7 separate regions of the Sus scrofa genome follow, and all the other regions are linked to region 1. A link is a contact called in public HiChIP or PLAC-seq data. All regions are on one chromosome and are shown on one strand. The core of a region is the stretch at or near the end of the contact, and the rest is flanking DNA. Distances in the headings are between cores, read along the strand shown.

Evidence for each region. HiChIP or PLAC-seq counts read pairs in DNA pulled down with a chosen protein or histone mark.
Region 2: a contact with region 1 is called in an H3K27ac HiChIP or PLAC-seq map of alveolar macrophages. The contact joins two enhancer-like sites. A contact is called at or near these places in 1 of 47 Hi-C or Micro-C datasets (embryonic fibroblasts) and 1 of 2 datasets of contacts at active chromatin or transcription factors (alveolar macrophages).
Region 3: a contact with region 1 is called in an H3K27ac HiChIP or PLAC-seq map of alveolar macrophages. The contact joins two enhancer-like sites. A contact is called at or near these places in 1 of 47 Hi-C or Micro-C datasets (embryonic fibroblasts) and 2 of 2 datasets of contacts at active chromatin or transcription factors (alveolar macrophages and skeletal muscle).
Region 4: an H3K27ac HiChIP or PLAC-seq map of alveolar macrophages shows a contact between it and region 1. The contact joins two enhancer-like sites. A contact is called at or near these places in 2 of 2 datasets of contacts at active chromatin or transcription factors (alveolar macrophages and skeletal muscle).
Region 5: a contact with region 1 is called in an H3K27ac HiChIP or PLAC-seq map of alveolar macrophages. The contact joins two enhancer-like sites.
Region 6: a contact with region 1 is called in an H3K27ac HiChIP or PLAC-seq map of alveolar macrophages. The contact joins two enhancer-like sites. A contact is called at or near these places in 2 of 47 Hi-C or Micro-C datasets (fibroblasts and liver) and 1 of 2 datasets of contacts at active chromatin or transcription factors (alveolar macrophages).
Region 7: an H3K27ac HiChIP or PLAC-seq map of alveolar macrophages shows a contact between it and region 1. The contact joins two enhancer-like sites. A contact is called at or near these places in 1 of 47 Hi-C or Micro-C datasets (embryonic fibroblasts) and 1 of 2 datasets of contacts at active chromatin or transcription factors (alveolar macrophages).

The regions. Positions count from the first base shown.
Region 1 is chr11:15,018,782-15,022,623 of Sscrofa11.1, forward strand. No RefSeq gene overlaps it. Among named protein-coding and RNA genes, the nearest start is that of FOXO1, 390 kb to the right of the region's middle. Within about 2 kb of position 2,035, at least 24 of the 83 cell types and tissues checked have an H3K27ac peak or open chromatin away from gene starts, as enhancers often do. A contact at or near this core is called in alveolar macrophages and liver, where this site is marked.
Region 2 is chr11:14,612,603-14,616,444 of Sscrofa11.1, forward strand. The region is part of intron 12 of COG6 (conserved oligomeric Golgi complex subunit 6); the gene reads left to right. Among named protein-coding and RNA genes, the nearest start is that of COG6, 38 kb to the left of the region's middle. Within about 2 kb of position 1,604, at least 4 of the 83 cell types and tissues checked have an H3K27ac peak or open chromatin away from gene starts, as enhancers often do. A contact at or near this core is called in alveolar macrophages, where this site is marked.
Region 3 is chr11:15,381,104-15,384,945 of Sscrofa11.1, forward strand. All of the region lies in intron 1 of FOXO1 (forkhead box protein O1), which reads right to left. Among named protein-coding and RNA genes, the nearest start is that of FOXO1, 27 kb to the right of the region's middle. Within about 2 kb of position 1,783, at least 8 of the 83 cell types and tissues checked have an H3K27ac peak or open chromatin away from gene starts, as enhancers often do. A contact at or near this core is called in alveolar macrophages, where this site is marked.
Region 4 is chr11:15,358,061-15,361,902 of Sscrofa11.1, forward strand. The region is part of intron 1 of FOXO1 (forkhead box protein O1); the gene reads right to left. Among named protein-coding and RNA genes, the nearest start is that of FOXO1, 50 kb to the right of the region's middle. Within about 2 kb of position 2,176, at least 12 of the 83 cell types and tissues checked have an H3K27ac peak or open chromatin away from gene starts, as enhancers often do. A contact at or near this core is called in alveolar macrophages, where this site is marked.
Region 5 is chr11:14,679,179-14,683,020 of Sscrofa11.1, forward strand. All of the region lies in intron 17 of COG6 (conserved oligomeric Golgi complex subunit 6), which reads left to right. Among named protein-coding and RNA genes, the nearest start is that of COG6, 100 kb to the left of the region's middle. Within about 2 kb of position 1,658, at least 12 of the 83 cell types and tissues checked have an H3K27ac peak or open chromatin away from gene starts, as enhancers often do. A contact at or near this core is called in alveolar macrophages, where this site is marked.
Region 6 is chr11:15,323,780-15,327,621 of Sscrofa11.1, forward strand. The region is part of intron 1 of FOXO1 (forkhead box protein O1); the gene reads right to left. Among named protein-coding and RNA genes, the nearest start is that of FOXO1, 84 kb to the right of the region's middle. Within about 2 kb of position 1,777, at least 31 of the 83 cell types and tissues checked have an H3K27ac peak or open chromatin away from gene starts, as enhancers often do. A contact at or near this core is called in alveolar macrophages and liver, where this site is marked.
Region 7 is chr11:14,744,000-14,747,841 of Sscrofa11.1, forward strand. The region is part of intron 5 of LOC102159588 (a long non-coding RNA gene); the gene reads right to left. Among named protein-coding and RNA genes, the nearest start is that of COG6, 170 kb to the left of the region's middle. Within about 2 kb of position 1,587, at least 18 of the 83 cell types and tissues checked have an H3K27ac peak or open chromatin away from gene starts, as enhancers often do. A contact at or near this core is called in alveolar macrophages, where this site is marked.

The DNA of each region.
Region 1 (3,842 bases), core at 785-3,284:
CGAGGGGCCCTTAATGCGTTACCGCCTCTGACATGCGTTGGCCCAGCGTGCAATCGTCTAAATGATACCACAGCGATGCGAGGGCACACATTAAGCTCTTACTGTAATAGCCGGGCTGCTGAATGGGAGACGTGGAAGGAGACAGAGCAGCAAAAATTAAGGGTACCCTGGAGGACATGTGCCCTCTGCTATTAGGCCAGGGCTTGGGCTCCAACAGGCTAGGCAGTGATGACAGCAGGGAACCAATTTACCAAGAGGTTGCTGGTGGGATCTTCCTATTTTTAGTTGAAAAAATGAAGTAGACCAAGAGCAAATCCTAACATAAACAATGGACAGTGGACTTACAGTGATAACGCAGCATCAAGGTAGGGCCATGGAGTGTAAAAATGAGCCACTCTGGAGCAGGATGTTGCAAGCTGTCACGTCGGGGGCAGGGGCATAACAGGGAACCTGTGGGCCCTCTATTCAGTTTGGCTGTGAACCTAAAACTGCTCTGAAAATGAAGTCATGCATAAATAAATAAAAAGTCCAAAGCAGGGCCAGGATGGACGGTAGTCCCTGAGCAAACATGGTGATCTTTCACCTCAATCCACTCCATCCAGTGAGGTGCTAGAAGGATGCAGTGTCAAGGGCCTGCGGATGACTCTGACTCAAACCATCTGCCCTCTTACTCGAAAGAAAAGGTGACTCCAAAATTTGCCCCATCAACACATTTCCAAGCTTCAAAATCTCATGGTTTTGTGTTTTTTTTTTTTTTTTTTTTCGTTTTTTTTGTTTTTGCTTCTTAGAGCCATACTCATGGCATATGGACGTTCCCAGGCTCGGAACAAAGCTGCCGGCCTGCACCACAGCCACAGCAATGTGAGATCCAAGCCCTGTCTGCAACCTACACCTCAGCTCATGGCAATGCCAGATCCTTAACCCACTGAGTGAGGTCAGGGATCAAACCCACGTCCTCATGGATATTACTCCAGTTCATTACCACTGCACCACAATAGGAACTCCCATAATCTCATGCTTTTAACCTTCAAACATCTTGGGAGAGTAGCTGGCTTTTTCATTTTTGCTATAACTCTAGATGTGAACCCCCATATTGGGTTCCTATTGCCGCTGTAACAAATGACCAAAAAACAGCTGCTAAAACACCATCCATCTCTTCATCTTGTAGTTTTGTGGGTCAGAAGTCTGGGATGGGTCTCAGCAGACCAACGTCAAGGTGTGGGCAGGCTGCGTTCTATCCCGGGGGCTCTAGCAGAAAATCCGTATCTTCCCTGTTCAGGTTGTCGGCAGGATTCCTGGCAGTGGTGAGACCAAGAGCTCCATTTGCTTCACAGCTGGAAACCAGAACTGTTTCTGGCTTCCAGAGGCCATCGCTGTCCCTGGCTCATGGCTCCCGTCCTCCACCTTCACACCCAGCAATAGGGGATGAAAGGGTCAGGCCCTCTCTCTCCGGCCACCCTTCCGCCTCCTCTTCCACTTAAAAGGACTCAGGTGACTAGAGTCTGGCTAATCTCCCCTCGTCTGGATAACCTCCCCAGCTCAGGGTCCATACCTTAGGTCACAGCTGCCAAGTCTCTGCCATGTGAGGTACGGTTCCCGGGATTAGGGCTGGTACCTCTTTGGGGAACCATCATTCTGTCTACCACACTTTCCTGACCTCTTAACAGATGGCCCTGCATCCACAGGGCTTTTGGAGCCGCCGCCCCATTGTCATCTGAAACACTTAAATGCTAATTCTCCCTCACCCTTATGCGGCCATTCTGCAGTGTTGGGCATTGATATGACTTGTGTCTTGAACCCCTGGCTTCTACTCGCTCTGATGACTGTCTGCTCTTCTTCTCCTACCCCCGGGCCATCCTGTATGGACTCCTTCATCCACTCCTTGGCTCCCTTCTCTTAGCACTGTACCTCTCAGGACTGAATCCAGCTCTCCTAGACCCTGGGCTGGTTCGTAACCGCCTTCTGAGAAGCCCTGCGTGGATGACCTCTCGGCTCCTTTCACCCAGATCTGACCACTTCCCCTTCCTGCACTAGATACGTCATCATGACGGCCCCCAACTTCCTTCTTCGTGACAGACCCTTCTGCGACTGATCCTCTCCTCCTCCTCCTGCCCTGTCAATCGGCATGCCCTGTCTGTCTCACCTCCTACATGTCTCCTGAACCAGCCCTATCCTCTCTCTTCCTGCTGCCACTGGTAACGTTTAGGCTCCAAAATCGGTCCCTAGACTCTTGGAGCCGCCTCCCACCCTATGCCCTGTCCCACCCACTCGCAGCTATTCTTCACCCTGTCACTAGACACAGATGTGATCTTGTCACCGCTCTGCTGACAAACTTCGGTTGCTGCCTACTGATGACTGGCTTCACATCTTGCAAGTGTGCGCATGCGCAAACACACACACACACACACACACACACACACACACACACACGCACACACGCACGCACGCACGCACGCACGCACGCACGCATACACACACACATACACACACCAACCTGCTAGGCTTATCACTGGCCTTCTCTCACTCGCTATTCATATCTGCAGAGTGCTCTGCAAGCCAGCACCATCAGCATCACCTGGGAGCCCGTTAGAAATCACAACCTCTAGCCCCACTCAAACCTACTAAATCAGCACCTGCATTTTAGTGAGATTCCAACTCAAATTCTATGCACATTCAACTTTGAAGACACATTGCTCTACAGCTGTGCTCTTCAGAGTGCTGACCTTTTGAGTACAGAAACATCTTTCAGAAATTCTCTTTATTTTCATGAGTAATCTCCATCTTAATTTGGATTTTTACCCATATTTTATGAATCACTGGCCATTTTAACTAATCATCCCTAACTTTCATGTCCCTGTGCTTTTGTTTACACTACCTCCTCTGTCTTGAATAATCTTGCTTTTCCAATGACCAAAACTAGCTTTTGTATCCTCCAGCATCACCTGCTCCAAGAAACCTTCCCCATTCCTTTAAAAAGGTCATTGTTCTCACTGCCACCCTCTTATAGACATACTAACTGAATTGTTTATTTGCACATTCATCTTACCCATTAGCTTGTGGGCTCCTCAAGTATGAAACCCATGTTATTTTCATGTCTTCAGGTTATAGCACAGTGACATCTTAGCTAAACAAATTAATATCTAACTTGAAAAAAGTCAGTCATATTTTAAATACTTTTCTATTTTTCAAATCTCCACTCAAAGCCAAAGAGAGTTGTTTTCTAATCTCTCTCCTCAGACTGCATGTTCTGGCTGATTTCTAGTTGGCATCACATCAGCTGGACAGAGAGCTGACGGACAGGGTTTGATCCTTTCTCACCTATAACAAATCCGGAGTATGTCAGATGTGCACCTCATCTTCCAGTTCTTTGTCTCTCTGGTGTGGAGAGGGAAAGACCAATGTCTGGAATCAAATGCTTAGCATCTTTTGCTCTGACTAGACATCAGTCTTAACAAATGCTTCAAGACCATGCTCATGCCCATACCATAACCCCCAGAGCAAAGCCCTCATTTCCAAAAAAACTGTTTTGTTTTTCTGTCTGCTCCAGGGTAGCACTGGCTGATTCTGACCCTAACTGGTAAACTACTAATGGGTATTAAGCTCATTAGTGGTGTAATCTGACAACTTAAAACCAAATGGCAGCTAATAAATTTTTCAGAAAGGCATATTTCCCTAAATCATTTACAATGAAATTTGCTATGTTCAAAGAGATCAAAGAGACATTGTTGGACTAAATCCATTTCTTCATATGCAAACTTGTACCCTATCTACCCTACAGGGCTACTGTGAAGGTCTAATGAGATAATAGATGTAAAAAAATTAGACATGTTACAACTCTATAC
Region 2 (3,842 bases), core at 354-2,853, 410 kb before region 1:
ATGCAGGTTTTTCAAGGATGTATCACAGTCACCATTCTGACTTTTTAAATTTTTTTTAAAAATTAGGCTGCTCTATCTACTCACTTTGTTGTATTAGACAAAGGTTCTTAGTATAGTGTGGAACAGTCAGTAGCAATCCAATCCAGAGTACCTGGTCAGTTTTTGCATCCCTGAGTTCACCTAAATAGCTAAAACAATCATGGCAAAGAAGAAAGCTTGGAGGACTGAAATTCCTGATTTCATACTTACTACACCGCATGGTAAACAGTTGGCACTGGAATAAAGACAGACTAGAGAGCAATGGGGTAGAATAGACAGCCCAGGAATAAACCCTTGCATGTATGGTCAGATGATTTTTCACAAGAGTTTCAAGACCATTCAGAAGGGAAAGGACAGTCTTCCTCAACAAATGGTGCTAGGAAAACTGGATATCCATATGCAAAGGATGAAGTTGGATCATTATCTAACACTTCATGTAAAAACCAGCTCAAAATGGATCAGAGGCCTGAATGTAAATGTAAGTTATCAAACTCTTAAAACCTAGGACAGAAGCTTCGCAATGTTGGATCTAGTAATTTCTTGGATATGACACCAAAAGCACAAATGATAAATGAAAAAGTAGGAGTTCCTGTCATGGCGCAGTGGTTAACGAATCCGACTAGGAACCATGAGGTTGCGGGCTCGATCCCTGGCCTTGCTCAGTGGGTTAAGGATTCGGTGTTGCCGTGAGCTGTGGTGTGGGTTGCAGACGCGGCTCAGATCCCGCATGGCTGTGGCTCTGGTGTAGGCTGGTAGCTCCAGCTCTGATTAGACCCCTAGCCTGGGAACCTCCATATGCCGCAGGAGCGGCCCAAGAAATGGCAAAAAGACAAAAAAAAAAAAAAAAAAAAAAAAGGAAAGAAAAAGTAGACAAATTGGATTTGATCAAAATTAAAAGATTTTGTGATTAAAAGATGCCATCAGTGGAGTAAAAAGGCAACATGCAGAATGGGAGAAAATATTTGCAAGTCACATATCTAATAAGAGATTAATGTCAAGAATACATAGAGAACTTTTAAACTTAACAAAAACTTCTGGCTTGATTAAAAAAATGGACAAAGCTCGAATAGGTTATTTCTTCAAAGAAGATGCAGAAACGGCGGATAAGCACGTGAAAAGATGATCAACATCACTTCTCATTAGGAAGGTGCAAATCACAATTGTAATAAGACGCCCATTAGGTTGGCTAGTATGAAAACAGCAGAAAATGGCAAATGTTGGGAAGAACGTGGAGAAATTGGAACCCTTGTGCACTGTTGCTGGGATTGTACAATATTACAGTTGCTGTGGAGAAGTATGATGATTCCTCAAAATTTTAAGGGTAAAATTATGACCGAGCTATTCTCCTTCTGGGTGTATATCTGAAAGAACTGAAAGCAGGACCTCAAGGACATATTTGTACAGCTTTGTTTGAAGCAGCGTTATTCACAATGGCTGAAATGTGGAAGCAGCCCATTGTCCCTCGAAGGATTAATGGATAAACAAAATGTGGTATATATGTAAGGTGGAAAGTTACTCAGCCTTAAAGAGGAAGGAAATTCTGACATACGCTACAGTATGAATGAACCTTGAGGCTATTACAAAATAAGCCAATCGCAAAATGACGAATACTGTATGACTCCACCTCACAAGGTACTTAGAAGAGTCCAAATGGCAGAGGAAGACAGGAAAAAGGGTGGTCGTCAGGACTGGGAAGTGGAGGGATGGGGCGTTTCTATTGTGTGGCTGCAGAGCTGCGGTGTTCAAGATGAAAAGAATTGTGGTGGATCCTGCTTGCACAGCATTGTGACGGTATTTAGTACCCCCACCCTGTGCACTTCAAAATGCTTTCATTTCCTGAATGCCAGCTCACAGGGGACTCAGTAAATACCAGTTACATGAATGACTGGTTCACTTCATTTGCTTCTCACCCGTGGTCTGTCATCATCTTGCTATTACACTCACTATGCAAAACCACCCCGGATTAATTTGAGTTTTTAATTTCTCTTTTATGCTGTGATTGTTGTTCACTGCTAAGGGAAATGAGGTCTAGAGCCACTAAGGCGCGGTCTCCAACATCTACGACGCCTCTGTGGTGTCTGGGAGTCCTGCACGTCCACGCACAGCCCCTCATGGTTAGTTTCCTTTCACCTCTGTTCTCAGATCTACCATACTAGCTCCTATTAGAATGGCCAAATTTCTCCGAGTTGAATAATAAGCATTTTAAAATGTCTTTGCCAATATGATTAGCACAAAGCACCATGATTGGTTTTTTTCCAATATAGATTGTGGTGCTTCTAGCAAAAATGAGCCTTTAAAAATATGTTTATTGGCTGTTTGAGAATTATTTTTTCATGTCCTTTGCCATTTTCCTACTAGGTTATATCTTATTTTCTGACTTTTTTTTTTTAATGCATTATGAGTGTATTACAAATCCCTTCTCCGCGTCATCTTTTACCTTTTAATTTTGCCTGTAGTATTTTCTTACGTACCGCCTTTCATGTTTATGTAGTAATATCTAACTTTTTTTCTTTATTATTTCTCCTTTGAGAGCATGCCATACTTCAAAAACTTTTCAACAATAAGAAAATATGTTCAGAATTTAAGATATGCTAAAGTTAGCATCTGTCAGTGGGAAAATGTTAGATTATTTAATAAATTCATTTAAATATGCGTTCTGAGGTCTTTGTGTAGATTCACTTTTTTTTTTAGTGGAGGCTAGTGGCATGTGGAGGTTCCCATGGCCAAGGATCAAATCTGCACCACCGTAGCAACCCAAGCTACTGCAGTGACAATGCCAGATCTTTAAGCTGTTGTACCACAGGAGAACTCCTGTCATTTCACTTTGATATCAAATATTTAATGTACTTAAAGTTTATTTTTGTTCATGCTGGGAAGGAAAAATCTTAATTTATTTATCCGAAATAGCTATCCATTTATTTTATTTTATTTTCACTCAGAAAAACCTAGTAGGTTCTTATACAGTTTTTTCCCTATAAAGTTAAAATGAAAGTTGTAAGAAAATAAGAAAATATAATGGCTTACAAAAGATAAGTTTTAAGCATGGCATTTTCTAGTTGAACCTAGAACGGAATAAGAGGGGAAGAAAGAACTGTAATTTGAATGTATTAAATACTAATTAATACTACAGCCTATGTGAGTTTATAGCAATGAATAGGTTTTGGCTATTATTATTGTTGTCCTTGCTATCAATAATTATGCCCTAAAATGTTTTTCTTAGATATGAATTGGGTGATATTTAGGGATATTTTAACATTAGGGATTGCAATATCATAACATTTACAGCATATGTGTTGCTTATATATACAACTGTTCAGTTTTCTTTCAAGAATTATCTTCCCAGGGTTCCTGCTGTGGCACATTGGGTTAATAATCTGGCTTGTTTCTGTGGCGGGTTCGATCCCTGGCCCAGTGCAATGGGTTAAGGATCTGGAGTTGCCACAGCTGTGGCGTAGGTTGCAGCTGAGGCTTGGATTCGATCCCTCGCTTGGGAACTCCCATATGCCGTGGGGGCAGTTGACAAAGATAAAAAAAAAATTATCTTCCCTTTGCCAAATTTTAATGTTTTCATATTTTGCATGGTATCTTTTTCTTATTCTGCCTCTTGTAAATCATTCATCTCTTCTAAGAAGATTCTAGCCTTATGAGGAAAACAACACTTACTGCAGAATGTTCTTCATTATCAAAGCACCCAAGTAGAAATTTTTGATAATAGAATTTTAATGTTCTGAGGTCTTTGTGTAGATTTGTTAGGAAGAATAGATTTTAAAATACAGGTATAGCCAGAGATGAACTCTTTCCGT
Region 3 (3,842 bases), core at 533-3,032, 360 kb after region 1:
TATAAATCTACACACACTCAGGCATATAACATAACACAAGCAAACATAACAAATGTTAACAATTGGTGAATTGGGTAAAGGGTGTGTGGAAGTTCTTTAGATTATTCTTTAAACTTATCCTTTTTTTTCATCTTTTTAGGGCCGCACCTGCCCTAAAACATTCCCAGGCTAGGGGTCTAATCGGAACTGCAGCTGCCAGCCTATGCCACAGCCACAGCAACGCCAGATTCGAGCGGCGTCTGTGACCTACACTGCAGCTCACAGCAACACCAGAGCCTGAACCTACTGAGCAAGGCCAGGGATTGAACTTGTGTCCTCATGGATACTAGTCAGGTTCATTACTGCTGAGCCACAGCGGGAACTCCCTAAGCTTATCTTTTGAAATTATTTCAAAATAAATTTTTTTTCCTATTTTTTAAAGCCTCCTGAAGGACATGAGGAAACGTCAGGGATAGGGATGCTCATTATCTTGACTGTGGAAATGCTTCCCAAGTGCACGCATGTGTCAAAGTCCATTGCACAGCACACAAATGAGAACAGTCTGTGTATGTCAGTTACACAACAATACAGCAGTTTCTTAAAAACATACATTCACAGCCCTTTGAGGGTTTCAGTCTTCGTGGGCTCTCACACAACCGTCTCAACACACCTTGTAGGGAGTTCCCGTGGTGGCGCAGTGGTTAACGAATCCAACTAGGAACCATGAGGTTGCGGGTTCGATCCCTGCCCTTGCTCAGTGGGTTGAGGACCCGGCGTTGCCGTGAGCTGTGGTGTAGGTCGCAGACACGGCTCGGATCCCGCGTTGCTGTGGCTCTGGCGTAAGCTGGTGGCTACGGCTCCGATTAGACCCCCAGCCTGGAACCTCCATATGCCGCGGGAGCAGCCCAAGAAATGGAAAAAAGACAAAAAAAAAAAAATCAACACACCTTGTACCCCTGTGGGCCTCTTCTGCACCCTTTACCCTCCCCCTCCCACCGTCCAGATGAACTCACTGAACTATCTGAGCTTGTCGTTCTTCCTCTTTTTTTGCTCATTCTGCTACTACCTCCCGGAGAAGGGACGACAGAATCTGGACTCACAGGACTCAATCCCAGCTGTATCCAGTCACATGCTCAGGTGGCAGCCCAGCTCCTCACCTTGAAATGAGGATTACAGCCACCCACAGACTCGACCCAGACGGGAACTGGCAAGGTGGCTGAGGTTCAAGTTGAGTGAGGTGGCAAGGTATGAGAGCACTTTGTAAACTGAAATAACACAAAACAGTGTTTGGGTGTCATTGCCTCCAACCATTTAAGTCCTGCAGGTTTGACATTCTTCTCAAAATTTTCTCTGAATCACATTCTCTGAAACAGACTCTCCTCTCCCCCAAAATGATGCAGTACTACTGAGATGCTCTGTGAGGCCCCCTATGCTCCACCAGGTTCATCTCGAGTGTCCCTTGTGAATAAGGTACACCTATGCCAACTTCCTCATCTTTCTGGGTCCACCTTGCACATGCCAAGCGTTCAATATCTGAATTCAGTAATGTACTGGACGTCAGTAATTAGACTGTAATCACTGAAAGAGCCCAACCAATAAATGGTGGACGTATGAAGTGGCTGGACGTGGGGCCCACACACCAGCGGCCCTCTTTTCACACACTGGTTGTGGGGCTTGGCAAAAACCCGGGAGGAGACCACAGATCCAGTTTTGCTGTGGTCATCCGGCTCCCCAAGCCCTTGTGGGGCACTGAGTTCTGTAAGAGGAAACTACAGATGATAGGCCCAGGGTGATTAAATGAGTGCTTGGGGAGTGAGTATGCATCATTCTGAAACCAGAGGACCTAGAATGCAGATGGGAACCGGTGGTCAGGAAGCCTCCAGAAAGAACAAGTAGCTGGGTTCAGGCTTTTCTCAGGCTCAGCACACAAGCTCATCAACAGAGGGTGTGATAAGAACTTTTAGTCACATCCCATTTTTAACTTACTAAGACACCACTTTAAAAACACTGATACTATCTTCTACCATTCTACCTCCAAAAAATAAGGGAAGGAGGTTTAAAAATGTAATTAGCTAAATCTGGAACCCCACCAAAATGCTAGGCCCTTTGTTCTAGGAATTCAAGTACTGTTAATTTCAACAGCATGGGGAACTGATGCTGATTATATAGAAAATCTGCATGTCGTTTAAACACATGCAAGCCAGGGGAATCCTTCAAAACAGCCTGAGCCAGTTTTGTCTTTGCTCCTACTGAAGAGCAAAATTATTCGTCAAGGAAAAAAGAAACACTGGTCAACAGCAGAAAAACCAGGAAAGACTTGTCATTTAATGGTTGGTCTGGTAAACAAGTAAAAGGGCCTAACACAATCTATTTATCCCATGAAGTACTGTGAAGACTACATGCTCTGGCAACGGCACCCTGTCATTTTCTTTCCAATCTTTTACATGTGAAGGGGAGTTGCCTGGAGGTACACCAGCAAGACGCCCTCCAGGCCTCCCCCACCCCTTGCTGGAGCTGCTTCAGAAGGAGGACAGAAGAACAGAAGGGGCTCTGCCTCCACACAGGTGTGACTGCTGAGTCCCAGAGGCTTCCTGACTGTGGGGGGATTTTCCGCCTAACACAAATTATGTTGTGGGGGTGGACAAGTGAGAAAGAATGGAGCCTTATGATGAGTAAAGAAATGTGAAGAGGATGTAAAAATAATTATTGCCAAATCTTTCCTCTGGAGTTCTCAGTCCCATGTCCTACAGGGCTGAGAGTGGCTGGGCTTGGGGCCCTATTGGAGGTGGGAGTGATAGCCCTTCACTGTGGTGAAGGGCTCCTTGCCAAAACTTTTTATGCTCCAGCCTCACAGCATAACCAAAGTAGACCCAACAACTGGGGGATAAGTTTAGAGCCACCTTGCCATAAAATATGAATGTGACCTCACCCTATATACCAAAATTAACTCAAAAGAGATCAAGAGTTAAGTTTAAGAACTAACACTATTAAACGCTCAGAAAGTAAGTGTAAATCTTGGTGACCTAGGATTAGGCAATGGATTTTTAGACACAACAACAAAAACACAAGCAACAGAAAAACAGAGGTAAATTGTCTTCAAAATTAAAAGTCTGTTTACTTTCAAGAACACCACCAGTTTCTACATTCAAGTTCACAGCAGTATTATTCACAATAGCTAAAACGAGAACAATTCAAGGGTCCACTTACGGTACAGACATGGAAGGGAATATGAGTCAGCTTTTAAAAGGAAGGAAATTCTGTTATGGGCAACAATATCTGTTTGAAACATTATGTTAAGTGGGAAAAAGCCAATCACAAAAGGACAAGTATTGTATGCATCTTCTCATGAGCTACCTAGAGTAGTGAAGTTCAGAGATAGAGAGTAGAATGATGGTTGCCAGGGACCGAGGGTGGGAGGGTGTAAGGAGTTATTGTTTAATCATCAAGAGTTTTCATTTTGCAGCATGAAAAGAATTCTTGAGCTGGCTGATAGTGATGGTCGTGCAACAATGTGACAGTACATAAAGCCCCTGCACTACACACTTAAAAATGATGAGGATGGTAAATTTTCACGTTATTTCACAATTTTTAAAAGGAGAAGAAAAAATACCACACCACCACCAAGAAAGTGAAGAGGCATCCCACAAAATGGGAGAAATTATTCGCAAATCATATATATAAGGGATTTGTATCTAGACTATACAAAGAGCTCAAACATAAATAACATAACTTAAAAATGGGTACAGGATCTCAATAGTTATTTCCCCAAAAAGATATGCAAATGCTCAACATCATTAGCCATCATAAAAATGGAAAATAAGTCCACAATGAATATCACTTCATATCCACTAGGATGGCTAAAA
Region 4 (3,842 bases), core at 926-3,425, 340 kb after region 1:
GAGTTCCCATCATGGCACAGTGGAAACAAATCCGACTAGGAACCATGAGGTTGTGGGTTCCATCCCTGGCCTCACTCAATGGGTTAAGGATCTGGCATTGCCGTGAACTGTGGTGTAGGTCGCAGATGCAGCTTGGATCTGATGTGGCTGTTGCTCTGGCGTAGGCCAGCAGCTGTAGCTCAGATTGAACCCCTTGCCTGGGAACCTCCATATGCCACAGGCGCAGCCCTAAAAGACAAAAAATATATATATATATATAAATATATATAAATAAATGATGACAACAGATAATATGAAAGGAAGGATTTATGACTTCAAGCTAATTTTAATCTGCTCAACTCACTTGCAGTTATGCTGCCAATGATATTTTACACTATTCCCTGTTGAACTTACTCTATTAATCAAAAGCAAGTTGGCAAGTTTATGCATAGCCTCAAGCAGTGATTTTTTTTAATAATGCATATAAAAGAGAATGGAAGCATCACCAAAACATTAAGTTTTGGCTCTTCTCCTTAGTTTTCAAATTTTCTTTAATGATCATGTTTTTAAAATGATAAATACAAATTTAAAGTCAAATTAGTCTTCATCAAGTCTCCAAGCAAATCTGAACAAATCAATCTTCTGAACTGCCCAATACACTAAACATTGATACTCCACTAAAATATGATCTTAAAATTCCCATTAAAATTCTCAGTGGATGAATGGCCTTTTTTTCTCACTTTTTGGCACACATTTTCAAGATGTTATTCTTGGAGTTCTCTAGTGGCACAGCTGTTTAAGGGATCCAGCGTTGTCACTGCAGCCACTGGGATCACTGCTATGGCACAGATTTGATCCCTAGCCTGGAACTCCACATGCCATGAGTGTGGCCAAAAAAACAAAACAACAAAGAAAAAAAGAAAAAAGAAAAATATTTTGAAACGGAAGTATCAAGATACTCAATTCAGACCTGTTACATAATCTAAAATACCAGTAGAAGACATCTACATTTTTTAAATACTAGCGATTTAAAAATACGGTAATTGGAATTCTATAGAGGTACATATATTATTATTAATAAATTATATATACACAGCTTTCAGAGCACACAGAAAAATTCACATAAGCCTTTAGCAAAAAGACAAGTATTCTGGTTTTCTCTTTATTTTTAGTTCCATCATGGTAAGAACAAATTAAATAGCTTTTTAAACTTTTTTTAACTGACCACAAATTAAATAACCAACCTCTGCCTTAAGTGTAGGCAGATTATGTTTCCTCTCCCTGACTTTCTGAAGGTGAATCTGAGCCAAGGAACAGGGAGAGGAACAACCAGGGGGACAGTGAATCTCCATGTATCTCTGGTATTTAAATTAATCATTTGCAAAAAAAGCCTGCTGTACACAGAGAAATTTTCAAAAGGAATAGGTGTATAAGATAAATAAAAGCTTTCAAAGGAAATTTGAAGAGCCTTCCTTCTTCTCCCAGTATCACTTTTGAGGACAAGAAAAAAAGGGAAGCTCAAAGCATAAAATTCATTAATACAGATTCCTTGGGGATTAAATACAGAGAATGGAGGAAGATGCATAACCAAGGTACATGTTAAATATAACAGAAAAGGAAATTCATACAAGCAATATAAAAGATTCTTTCAAACACCAGTGAAGAGATATTAATCTTCAATTGCTAATAGTGCTTTTTTAATGCTTATGTTTTTTTACCCAAAATCATTTGGACTGGGGGGAAAAAAAACACATTGTTTTAATGTCATCCCAACACTGCATTCTATCTAGCAGGTATGGTTTACACAGCCCCTAACACACCACACCTGGCCACTAACTGCCAATCATTTTAGGGCTTTCTCAGGACTTGCGCGAGAGATTTGGCAGTAGATTAACAACCTATCCTTTTTAGTGGACACAAGTAAAGACCCAGGAGTTCCCACTATGCCATTGGTCAAAGCTGCAGCTCAGACTCAATCCCTGGCCTGGGAACTTTCATTTGCCATGGGTATAGCCATTAAAAAAAAAAAAAAAAAAAAAAGATGGCCCAAATGCAAAACAAAACCAAAAACAACAGTACTACCAAACTCATCTACTTAGTAAGCAAAACTTACTGCATGTTACTCACACTACCATAAAACTGGTACAGAGGTCAAGGTCCCCGTCTAGAGGCAACTGTGTGTGGGATGAGTAAGGGCTGAATGTGAATACCACACACCCCACTCACTCACCAACTCACTGCCTCGAGTCACTCCACAGCTACACCACTGTCAAGGCCATCTCCTCAGATTCAATCAAAGGCCTTGGCAAGAATCCTTCAAGTCTCTTCAACTTCTTACTATGCCTAGGCTTTTTATCTGCCTTTCAGACTTCTCCCAGCCCATGCTTAGGATACATCTATCATTCCTATATAAGGTAGTGAAGAGAAACTGGTTGTGTCCCAAAGTAGGTTAGATATGGCTTTTGGTGATTGATGTTGTTAATGCCAGTGACCATTATGTTAAAACACATTTGTTACCCAATATAATTCAAACCAGATCAAAATCCTAGTTGGCCAATTAATTTAAAAAGAGGGAATTTAAAGTACAGAATTTTTAAAAACTGATATACAGGCCTTAAACATTTACCTTAAGATATATACATGTAAACATGCTTGAGATAAGGTAAAATCTTCCTCTGAGACAAGGTCCCGTCTTTCTTATAAACCCACATGCATTATCACCAAGATTTACAATGTTGATTTCTTTAATCAGGAGAAGGAAATCTACCCAACCTCTTCATGGCAACTCAACTTTTATAGGGTCTAAGCAAACCTAATTTATCAGCAATTTAAGTCTTTCCAAAATGTGCACCTTAGTTTTCCTAAAGCTAATTATTTCATATTTAATGGGTTTATTTAATATTTAAATTAATTTTTTATTGAGAAAATAGCACAACTGCACAAACATGTCTGAAAAAGCGCAAACGTGTTCCAAGAAAAATACAACTAATCTGGTGTACTAGAGGGAAACACAAAGCAGCCAGGGAGCCACAGCCAACCAGGAAGGGTATTTCACAAAGGGCAAGGAGAGTCTCAGTTCATGTGGGTGTTGGTGAAATGACCAGGAGAGCTGCTTGTGCAAATGCTGGTGTTACCACCAAGGCATACCCTTAACACTTGAGCGCCAAATGGGGGTAAAGACAGGGAGGGACACGGCATTTTTCTAAATGCTTGATTTATGTTGAATGTGACAGAATTAACCTGAACTGTGTCATTTCCATTAAAAAGAAAAAAAGACTTGCCACCCAAGAAGCACTAATATTAACACATTAAATGTATAAGAAGAGATGAATGTTGCTTGTTCCTACAAGCCCATCCTCTGGAAAATCTGAAGAGTGATACTGTATATGTATGTGCATGTGTGGACATGCTAATTAATGTGCAGAGATGACCCCTATAACTCTCAATTATCTCATAATTAGCTTGGTGCCAGATAATTTTTTTTTTTTAAACTCTCCTAGGCTTAGCCCATTTTTCTTCCTTCATGCTCTCTGTAATAGAGCTGGGCCAGAGGCCTTCAGCACAGTGTCATCCTGGTGCTAGGCAAGGACGGCAAGATGCCAGCGTGGATGAAAAGGCAGAAGGATACACAGTCTACACTGCAGTTATCAAGAGGTAACGCCACTTAATCACCATTAGCCTTCCTCTCCTGGAAGCGTTCTTAAGAAATGTCCTAACAGGCAATATGGCTCTAAACCAGACAGCTCTGTATTTGCTCACATGCTTGTAAATATTACTATCATCCCTAAAAACAGCCCTATGGAGAATAACAAGCCACACACTGCTAGGGTAAGGTATTTTTTCCCCCTAGACAAAAACCCAAA
Region 5 (3,842 bases), core at 408-2,907, 340 kb before region 1:
GGAATGTCTAGCGTCAAGAAGGGGTAATGAGGAGTTCCCGTCGTGGCGCAGTGGTTAACGAATCCGACTAGGAACCATGAGGTTGCGGGTTCGGTCCCTGCCCTTGCTCAGTGGGTTAACGATCCGGCGTTGCCGTGAGCTGTGGTGTAGGTTGCAGACATGGCTCGGATCCTGCGTTGCTGTGGCTCTGGCGTAGGCTGGCAGCTACAGCTCCGATTAGACCCCTAGCCTGGGAAACTCCATATGCCGCGGGAGCGGCCCAAGAAATAGCAAAAAGACAGAAAAAAAAAAAGAAGGGGTAATGAGAAGGCTGTGCCTGGACAAGTTGACATTACCTTCATGGTGGACTGGGAGCTTACTTATATTCATGGAACTCTTAGCAGATACCTGTAAGCACCAGTCTGCTTAGGTCAGAGTACAGCGCACCTGACCTCACCTGCAAAGACTGGCTCAGATGCAGCACTGTCCTCCCAAATAAACTCCCCAGGAGGGTAAAAAGAGAGAAACTTTGGAGCTGGTTCCTACCCTGAGCTGGCTGTTGAAGGAGGAGTGTTGCTTTGGAGCCAAGATAGAGGAACTGCCATGGGTTGGGTAGGAACTGGAGTGAAGGCCCAGTTTCAGGCCCTCAGCTTTGGTCCTGGCCAACTGCAATATGCTTCAGCTTCATGGCCGCTGCACGGCCAACCGAGGATGTCTTTGGACTGCTTGGTGGAATCGTGGTTGTGTTCCAGTAGCACTGAAGGTGACCTTGAGGGATGCATCTGAGTCCCTGCTCCTGTGGGAAGTCTGGAAAGCTAGGAACTGCTTTCAGATTCTAGAAGTAACATCTGGGACTTTGGGGCTGTATCATGGTATCTGGTAGGGAGACGGACAGGAGGCAGGGTGTCAGGAAGTAATGGGACTGGATTTCCTGGTGTTAGGAGCATGTGAGAATATAGTATTTTATTATGGGTCTTCACTAGTCAGTGTTACTTTTCCAGATTTAAAGTGGACTTATCTCTATGATCATTTTCTAGTGACTACTAAGGAGTTTTTTTTTTCATATATATCATACACATTTTAAATTGATGAGTGTCTACTTAAATATCTCTGTCAGAATCAAAAAGGATTAAAGAACTTACCCTAATTCAAGTAGAGCTACCAATCCTTTTCAAATGATTTTTGTAATAAATATTTAGGGTACTGAGAAGAGATTTCAACTGGCAGAATCTGCCTCATGCAACATTTTTCTAGCTATTAGCTCATCCTTAATTTGAACTAATCTATCCACTTAGGGATTGAAGTAGAAAGACCACCTCAAGTCAAAGCAGGAAATGGGTAGAGGCTAGAGTACTCAGAGGATGAAGGATTTACCGCTTTGCTCAGCTTTGGGGAATGAGGGAAATGGTACATCAAACCCGGGGCCACCTCCATACCCTGGGATGTAAATACGATGCACTGTACAGAGGGGGTGATCCCTATGAGGTGCGGTCAGGAGGGAGCCCAGCAGGGCCTCCTTTCTGCGTACACCCCAGGCTCCAGGAAACCCTGTGACAGCAGGAAGCAGAGGAGCATCGAAAGCCCAGAGCCTGGAGGAGAGACCCCTCACGGTGGGGGGAGGGCAAGCAGCTGAGCAAAGGAAGTGAGAAGAGAGGAGGAAGTCAGTTCCCCCAAACAACTGGGCTCAGAAGCTGTGCTAAAGGGAGAAGTTGTCCCCTCCAAGATTCCAGGAAGCGGGTGCAGACCTCTGCAGTGGCAGGAATAGGCAGAGGAAGAAATGTGGAGGCAGATAAAGGGGGCAGCCGGAACCCTGGCTCTGCCTGTTCTGATTCATTCGACTCGGAGTGAAGGATAGTGGAAGCCTGAAAAGGGGCGTGTGGCCCTGGCCGCAGTGGGTGGAGTAGAGGCCAGAGGCGCAGTTGTTAGGACCAGACAATTTAGGAGTCACTTCGCTAGTAAGTGACCACCCCACATGGGGTGAGTGGTGTTGAAACAGGTTTTGCAGAGAGAAAATCATACTCCAGCTTGCACTCGTGAAATTCAGCTTTCCAGCTTGCACTCGTGAAATTCAGCTTTACAGCAGCGGAATTTCAAACATGAAGCTGAGACTCGTGCTTTAAAGCATCCCCAGGAAGAGCCACTCTGTGGTGGCCGCTTGCTTTGGCCCTTCTGATTGAGGTCTGCAGATTCTGGAGATGTTGCTCGATTTTACCCACAGCAGCATGGCTCGTTCTTTGCTGGATTCAAGCAGAACGTTTTCTCGTTGAATAACCAGCTGATGCCTGTCACCCCTTTGAGCGTCTAGCCTACCTGTGAAAAGGAAGACAGATCTCACAGCCTCGCATTCATAATTCACCGACGGGACCTTCTAAAGACACTATTTCATCTGAAAAGCTAAAAGTGACTAAGACACTTAATATTATTAATCACATTATGAGCCCCTAGAGACTGCTTACTGGAAAGTATTTTGGGAAATTTACTGATGGGAAATGGAAGGCACCACAAGTCTGCTGGTTCTCTGCCCATTCTTTTTTTTTTTTTCCCAAAGGTAGGAAATGTCTCTTTTCACTGTGAGATTGGCTCACCACGCTGTGAACTGTAGTGAGTAGACTGGGTCAAAGGTCAGGGGAGTGGAATGAACAAAAGGACATGGTGGTCACTACACAAAGGGCCAGCTCCGGGGGGTCAGGTTTGGTTATAGCAAAGTGCTTTTGCATTGCCTGCCAAGAAGATGGGGTTAATTAGGTAGGAAAGAGTAGGAGGAAACTGATGTTAGTGAAACATTTAACTGGATGCTTTAGCATTTAACTGGATTCAGTATCAGATGGAGTATGTGTGTGTGTTTAATTCTCACAAAAACCCCATGAAATGAGAATCAGTAGCCTCAATTTACAGGTGAGGAAACAAGCTGTAGATTAAGTAAACTTGCCTGGTGGCGCAGAATTATTAAGAGACTTAGGTTTAGAACAGATATCTGACACTGACTTCTATACTTCTGCCCTTTTAAAATAATTCACTCTTTTATTTAGTATTATCTATCCATCTATATACATATATTTATAATTTTATTTAATGAGTGGAGTTGGTATACAGCAGTGCTTCTTTGTGGAATTTCAGGCACTCAGGACAGAGGTGTTGAAAAAAGATATTATGGAGTGGGAATTTCTCAAAGTGCCATGCTTAAAGCTTTCCCTGTGTGACAGCTGTCACCACTCTACAATAAGCAGCTGTAAGCAGAGTGCCTAGTTGCCCTCTCCATCCTCACAGGTCCCCCAGCGCCTGGTGCTCAGTCCGTGGTTCTGTATGCATCTTTCTCTTAACCCTCACTGGGAGGGCTCAGGAATGTGGAACATTCAGAGCAGGAAATTGCACCATCAGCAACATTGTCTTTGAATGTTGACACTTGCTTAAGGTCAGGCCACCCCAGGGACCATCATCATCATCTCGTGCCCTGTGCAGGACCTTGTGCTTCTGGAAGCATTCCAGGTGTGGGAGGTAATGAGGTCTCGGAAAACTGCCTGGCGCCCTGGCTTGTAGAAACATGGCCAGATGGTTTTGTCATCAGCCTTTGTCCACACTATGCTCTGTTTGATGGAAATGGACCAAATGGAAACTCAGATTTACTGAGATAGACGATAATATGCACATGTAGCACATAGGGTTGCTGTGAGCATTAAACAAATAAATACGGGAAAAGCACTGAAAATAGTGTCTCACAAACTGTAAGCACCAATGAAATGTTTGTTATTATTATTGGTATTCTTGACTTAAATGGATATTGTTTCCTAAATGACTTTAATTTTTATAGACTGTTAAAAGATAGAGTGACCTGCAGAAAATTAAGCCCTAAAGATCCATTTATT
Region 6 (3,842 bases), core at 527-3,026, 300 kb after region 1:
CTGCTCACTCTGCAGTCTCTGTCATCAGGGCCCTGATCCCAAGTCCAGGAGTGGGTTCTGGACGCCCTAGACACCCAGAGCAGGGCTCTGCGTGTAACCCCCAGACTTCCCCAGCTTCCTCTGCCAAGTGGATGCAGTGCTCAGCTGACCGAGCCCCTGGACCCCTGTGGAACCCCTCTCCCAGACCACGAAAAGGCTCTGGCTGGATGTGTGGTCAGCCAGGGATGCAGCCACAACGCCCACATCCTCATCCATCACTGTGGGATGCAGATGCTGTGTGCCTATCACTGCACCGGAACAAAGCCTCTGCACAGCAGGACAGGTTGGGCCAACACAAACCATGAGCTCACAATTCTTATTAAAAGAAGACAGAAAACAAAAAATGGCGGGGGGGAATCTTACTTTCTCAAAGGCAACGCAAAAGTCAGAGTGAGGCCGGACAGTCAAGGCTGAGAAATCCACGCCCTCTGACCCTCTGTACTACATTCCACCAAGGATTGCAACACAGCAGCTATGTGACAAGCCCTTCTGCCAGGGCCCGGATGAGTGTGGGTCAGCCTTGACCCTGAATGGGGGCTTCGGGAGGGATGCTAGGCCGGTGCGGAAGTGGATGGCAGTGAGGGTTCGCTTCTGTTGCCAAGATTCTGATTCTCCTCTTCCCTTCCCACTTACAGATCTCATCCCGAACTCTAGACCAGCTTTGAGGTCTTCAGGTACATACGAGAATCCCTAAAAAAGGCTGAACACTACATTCCTCTCATGTCCTATTTCGACCCCAGGAACATTCCCCAGACCCTATGGGAAGGTTGTTCTTACACACATGCACACACCACAGCCTCCTCTGCTGGGCCGGCCAACACTAGCAAACCAAGTTCTGCAGTCCTCCTTAAAGCCGCAGGCCTGCCCCAGGAGAGACCTGGAATGAGCCTGTGACAAGCTCTGTAGCCGAAAGTCTGGGCATTTGCACAATATTCCATCCCGACTATCTTGTTCTTTGAACACAATAGACTCACAGATAAGCCTCGATGAGATCTCTGGAGGAAAGGAAGTTTGACTCCGGTCCCTGTCACATTTAGTTAATGATAAAAGGGGAAGATCTTCCTAGATAGTGGCTTCCTGACCGTCTGTCTGCACTGCCTGGGGGAGGGGCTGGCGCTGCCCTACAGACACTTAATTACATCAGATCATCTGCAACTGCAACCAGGGGCCATCTCTAACAAGACCGCAGAATCTGCACCCATGAAATCGTTTCAAAGATCAGGAAGTATATTCACTAACTCAGGTGGGACATACACTAACTTATTAGCACTTAGACGTACCAAAAAGACAAAAAAACAAAAACAAAAAAAAGGCCTCACAGCAATCCCTTACTTATCAAAACATTATGCTACATACTTTCCTAAGAGGACATTTCAGGTCGCTCTTTGAGCAACAGAGCTGTCTCTTAACTTTGCCAACAATTAAAAAAAATTTTTTTTTTCCGAACAGGAAAAGGTTTGCTATGCAGGGCTTGTTACATAAATTCCTGTTTTTCACACAGCCAGTAGGACATTAAAGAAGCTATGATTTCCAATTGGGGGGAGGGAAGTCGGAGTAGGGGGGTGCTGAATAGGTAAAGCTTGTAAACGTATGTGTCGCTATTAACGATGGTACGTCTGCAAATCTCTGCCAGCCGAGGCGGACGCAGCCGAGGCAGGGAAAGAACGGTTCACTGTGATCTGTGCAGAAAGTCACACGCAACCAGCAGTGCTCTGAGCTGTTCAGTTCTTCAACCGTGAACAAATACCACGTGAGGAGAGAGGCTGGGTGTGAGGACAGAAGACTCGTGCACTGTGAATCACTTACCCAAACCCCGAGTTTCTACATGAGACCGTTAGAGAAAAGGACAAATCGGCAACTCCCCTGCACGAGCTGTCCTCCTCTGCAGCCGGGGCTGGCTGCTGGTGTGCAGCTGCTTTCCTCCGCACTCGCCCCGCTGCCACCTGCCACTGGCGTCCCTGGCCACCCCAAGCGGGGCCTGACCCCTTGGAAGTCCGTGGCTCCCAGGGGGAAGGGGTGCCCTGGACACACTGTGCCCTGGCTTGCTCAACCTGCTCTGCTGCTCAGGTGTTCCACTTTGTTCACTCTATGGACTGGATTCCAAGCCTCTTAAAGAGAAAGGGGCTAGAGTGTGTTTTTATTTCCAAATCTCAAAGCCCCTAACAGATGCTCTACACATTCAATCAATGAACATTTTTTGACTGACATCCCTGAAACATCACAGGCAAGGTATAATGCCTTCCACATCTTTTCTCCACCCACTCGTGTACCAACTCACACCAAGTAACTTTTATTGGGACTGATTTATGCTGGGTATAGTGAAGGACATCAGAATGAATTAGTCACGGAGTCTGCCCTCCAGGTGTTTTATGATCTACCTGGGGAAGGAACAAGTCCACCTATCTATCCACTCAGGACAGAAGATGATGCACACAGGGCTGTCCAGGACCTCAACTTTTTCCTGCCAAAGGCTGCCGCCTCCCCACAATTTTTTTTTTTTTTTGCTTTTTTAAAGGACCACACCAGCAGCATATGGAATCGGAGCTGCAGCTGCCAGCTTATACCACAGCAACACCAGATCCAAGCTGCATCTGTGACCTACACCATAGCTCACAGCGACACTGGATCCTTAACCCACTGAGCAAGGCCAGGAATCAAACCCGCAACCATATGGATACTAGCCAGATTCGTTTCCACTGTGCCTGAACGGGAACTCCCCACCTCCCCACAATTTCTATCTCAGCCAAAGTGTCCTTTCCTTCTGGAAGCACTTTCTGAGAACCCCACCCTATCCTGCAGCTAACCTAAGTCCTGGCTGACTCACCACACCTATGGTTCTGCCATGTCTAACTCCCCGCTACACTGTGAGCTGCATGAGTGCAGGGGGCGGGGGCCTCAGCTGTTTTCTTGTGCACAGCATCCTCCCAGCTCCATCACCAAGTAGACACTCAAGGACCTGTTGAATGGATTAACTGGGCCTACATTTACAGGACGCTTGCGCAGATTAAATGAGATTGCGGGTGGCGTTACCTCAAGCACTGTCAGCTGGGGCTGCAGTACTGATTAGGACATCAGCATCCATAAAATAACATGCCTGCGTTTTAAAGACGTACCCATATGACAAACGTGAGTCTCGTTTCTTCATAATCATACCTTGTACTGTTCCTACCAACATGGGGCTTTTTTACATGTCAGTTACTGGAAAAGCAGCCTAGTTTGGGGTTAAGAGTTAAGCTACTTTCTCCTTCACTGGGTAGAGTCTCAGGTGTGGCAGGCAGATGTTAATGAAGAAATTCTGATACTAACACTGGTCGGTTAACACGCTTGCCCACTGTGTCTTCAGACGCCTTCTCAAGGCTGCTGGCATGTGGGTACCACACACAGCTGTGGGCTCTCTGTGCTCTGGACTCAGCCAGCTGGTGATGGGGAAGCAGTGACAGGTGTTAGAGCAGGGCCACTTCAGCAGGCCACAGCCTGGCGTCTCCCTGGGGGGCAGTTATGACTAAGCTCTGCTGGTCCCTACCCTCCTGCTGGAAGAGGCTGGCCCCAGAGACCCTGAAGATGCAGGCCAGGAGCCGCCCCTCCCCAGGATGCGCCAGGCCTGGCTGTCTAAGGCAATAATCAGCCAACCATCAAAGGGCAAGAAGAGAGCATTGTACCTTTCACTCACTTTCCATTTTAATCTCATTTTTTAAAGTGAGCAAATGCATTATATAAAGTACACAATATATTGATTTAGGATACATGAATAAGTGTATAGTATAAAATAAATGAATGTAATATCAAGAAGGGTATGTTATTTT
Region 7 (3,842 bases), core at 337-2,836, 280 kb before region 1:
ACCTCCGGCCTCACCCAGCTTTCAGCCCAGTCCTGGCACAGAGCCATCTCCCAGTGGGAACTGGTGGAAGGAGATTGGCTGGCCGAGCAACTTGCTGCCCTCTCCTTTGCACTGATAAGTCATTGTCTACGGTTCTGTATTCGGAACAGATTTCTCTTCTTTGAATATTTAGAATTTTCAAATTTTCAAACACTCATGAAAGATACTGTTTTTGTTTCACTCTCTGTTTAAGAAACTGAAGTTGAAATTCTAATGTAAAATCAGTAAAATGGCATTAATAGACTTACACCTAAAAAAAAGGTCAGCAGATCAATGATGTAATTGGCTTTGCCAAGGAGAGGTAAAACTGAGACAGCTTGGGAGAAGAGCAGGACTTTGTTTTTGGTTCTGGGACTTGTCTCAGAAACAATCAGCCACAGTCTGGAGAGCTGAACTAAGAAAAAATTTGACCTCACGTCTGAATGTGTTGGCCACTCTGCTGTGAGAAGGCCAGTGTCATCAGTGTCATCTGCATGAAAGAGACAATTCAAAGCCCACTGGGCTTGAACATGCAGTTTTGCTCTATACAGAATATACTTCCCAACTTTCTGCCTGATAAGCCTCGTCTACTCTTGCAATGCATACCAATAAATGTATGGGCAAATGCTTCAAGCTAATGTACAAATCTACCTGGTGTTACTACAATATTCTCAATACATTTGGCTCGGATTTAAATGTTGGATGTGTGTGTTTAAAGAGAACTTTATTTCATAAGATTGTATCAATATTAGTCTAACAAATATTTCAGACACCCGTGCAAAAGGCTGAATGCAGGGCACAAAAGAGGAAAAGTGCCCAGCTACTAGAATGGAAGATTGGGACCAGATTGTGCCATGCTGTGGTTTTCAAAATGGAGCATATTTTATCTTACAGGACGAGGTTGGAAAATATGTTTACCTTGAATGACAATAGGATAAGAGTTGGCTACCTGGAGAGCTGGGATGGAAATGGTTCTATGACTGAAAGCAGCTTCCATAGTATATTATCCAGGGGCGCTGGGAGGGTGACCAGCCATGGGCTATTTGTCACTCTGTCTTGTGGTCAAAGGCCGTGGCTGGCACATGAAATGGGTCTCATCAGGTCTCTGCTTCAGAAGACTGTCCACAGCAAGGGAGGCGAATTAGAGAAGGAACAATGAGCATATCTGATCTCACCCCTTAGTAGCTATTCTCCAGACCCAGGAGACGCTAGCCATCTCCCCGGGCACCCATCTTCTCACCTGGGGCAGGCAGGTCCCTGTGGGAGAGGTCACTGGCACGGGGGAGTGCTGCGCTGCCCTGCCCGTCCATGAAAGGAGGACAGTCTTCACCCACTCGTAGGAAACGAGCCATGCATTTGTTCACATTTCAGATTACAGGGCCAAGGCTACAGGTTTCATAAGAGACATTCTCTGAACCCCAAGCTGAGTGTCATCCTGATAAATATTGCAAAATTCAGGAAAGTGAATTCCTGTCTTTTGACCCAGAGTAGCGTCTGGAATCTCTTGGTATCTGAGCACATTTTACCAAAACGAGAAGCATTTCTCCGAAAGAGAAATAGCAGCCAAAGTGCAGTGTGTTAGAGTTCCAGCAGGAAACAGATGGCACTCAAACTGAGTGAGTGAGGGCTGTTAACACAAGAGTGATTTACAAAGTTGTGGAAAGACTGAGGGACATGTACAAAGGAAGGTGAAGGACCTCGGGGCTAAAACAGCAGGTGATGGTGACTGACTGGTGAGCCCTTTGTTATCGCCTGCTCTGAAAGAAAACGTTCCATTTCCAGATCTCCGTGCGCGGCCACAGGGAGGGGTCACCAGAGAAGAGCCGTGACATCTGCTGGAAGGATGTGGCCAATCTGTGTTCACCGCAGGGGAAGAACTAAATGCACAGCCTCCCTCTCCTCCCTGCGGGGCTGAGAACCCACTGATGTGGCCTGTTCAGGTCAGCCTGCCAGCCACAGGCCAGGACAGAAAAGGATGGAGGGTGGGTCTGGACGGCAAAGGAAAGAGAACCAGCTCAGTGCAGTTTTCAGTTATGTGATCAGTTCACCTCAAATAATGGTGGGACATCGGCAAAGTGGTGGGCTAGGAGGCTCCAGCTCCAGGTTCCTTCATAAAATCATCAACAAAGAAACAAAAACCCAAACCCACACTTGCCTGAATGAAAAGAGTCTTAGTCTTGAGTGTGGCAACTCAGTTCCCAGTTTCACTCCCTAAACCAAAGGGAGAGCGCAGACCTTGTTTGCAAATTGTTGTGTACATCTGTACACATTGGCGTGGATACCTGAGGATCCGACCCACTGTTTTTCTCTTATAACTCAGAACACGTGCAGGGAAACTGTAGGCTCTGCTCATACAGTCTACAAGGGGACACACCCTGCACACCCACAGAAACCTGGGCCAACAGATGCTCACTGGAGATACACAATAGACATCGAAGGTTCAGAAGAGAAAGTTTGGATGAGACTCTTTGGGAATGAGGACATCCAAAAGCAGCCGTTTATACAGGGGAATCTAGAAAGCCACATGCATAACTGGGTAGGACATATTCTCAGAAGAAAAAACCCAAGACCTTACACTTTCATGTAAGGCCGATCCCTAGACCTCACTAAGTGGAAGAAGTACCCCAGCACAAAGTTGGTCTCTCTCTCCCTCTCTCCCTCTCTCCCCCTCTCCCTCTCTCCCTCCCTCTCTCTCTCTCCCTCCCTCTCTCTCTCTCCCTCTCCCTCTCTCTCTTTCCCCCCTCCATCACTGTCTCTTTCTTTCTGTGTTTTTTGGTTTGTCCATTTCAGCTCCAAGCATTCAAGGAAATTTCTGTCAGGACATTAGTTGAACACAAGGTAAAGTCAAAGAATCTTTAGTGAACACACATGGCAAGGAACAGACTTTGCAAAAATCATTTGGTAACTTCTCAAAACAAATGGACTCTCACAGCCTTCAACAATCAAACCAACAACCAAAAAGCGAATTCTGGGGAAGGGAGGAAATCTGATTCCCAGACTTACCACATTGTAATAATCACATGCCCAATTTAAAAGTCAAAATTAGGTTGGAAAGGAAAGAAGTTAGGTTGAAAGGGAAAGGATGAAAAAGATATGTTACACAAATAGTAACTAAAAGAAGGTTGGATGGCTATTCTAATGTTAGATGAGATAGATTTTAACTCAAAAATTATTGCAAGAGACAGGGAGGGATATTATTGATAAAAATATCAATTCATCAAGAAGTTACGACAATTACATAGATGCCAAAAACATCAGAGATTCAAAACATATCAAGCAAATACTGAAAGAATTGAAGGGAGAAATAGACAGCCCTAAGATACTAGCAGGAGGCTTTAATTCTCCCACTGTCAATAATACAGCAACCAGACTAAAGAGGAGTAAGGAAACAATGGACTCAAACAACACTGTAGACCAAGTGGGGCTCTCAGACATATTATAACACTCAATAACAGGAGAATACACATCTTTATCAACTGGATATGGAATATTCTTCAGGATGGACCATCTGTTAGACCACAAAACAAGTCTAATTAAATTTGAAACAAATGAAATCATATAAAGTTTCTTTTCTGGTCATACTGGAATGAAGCTAGAAATTAATAACAGAGGGAAAACTGGAAAATCCACATGTGCAAATTAAACTACATATTCTTAAATAACAAATGGATCAAAGAAGAAATCACAAGGGGGATTAGAAAATACCTTGAGACAAATGAAAAAGAAAACAAAACCATAAACATACCAAAACTTATGAGATGCAGAAAAGCAGTGCTAAGAGGGAAATTTATTGCTGTAAATGGTTACATTAAAAAAAGAGAAAA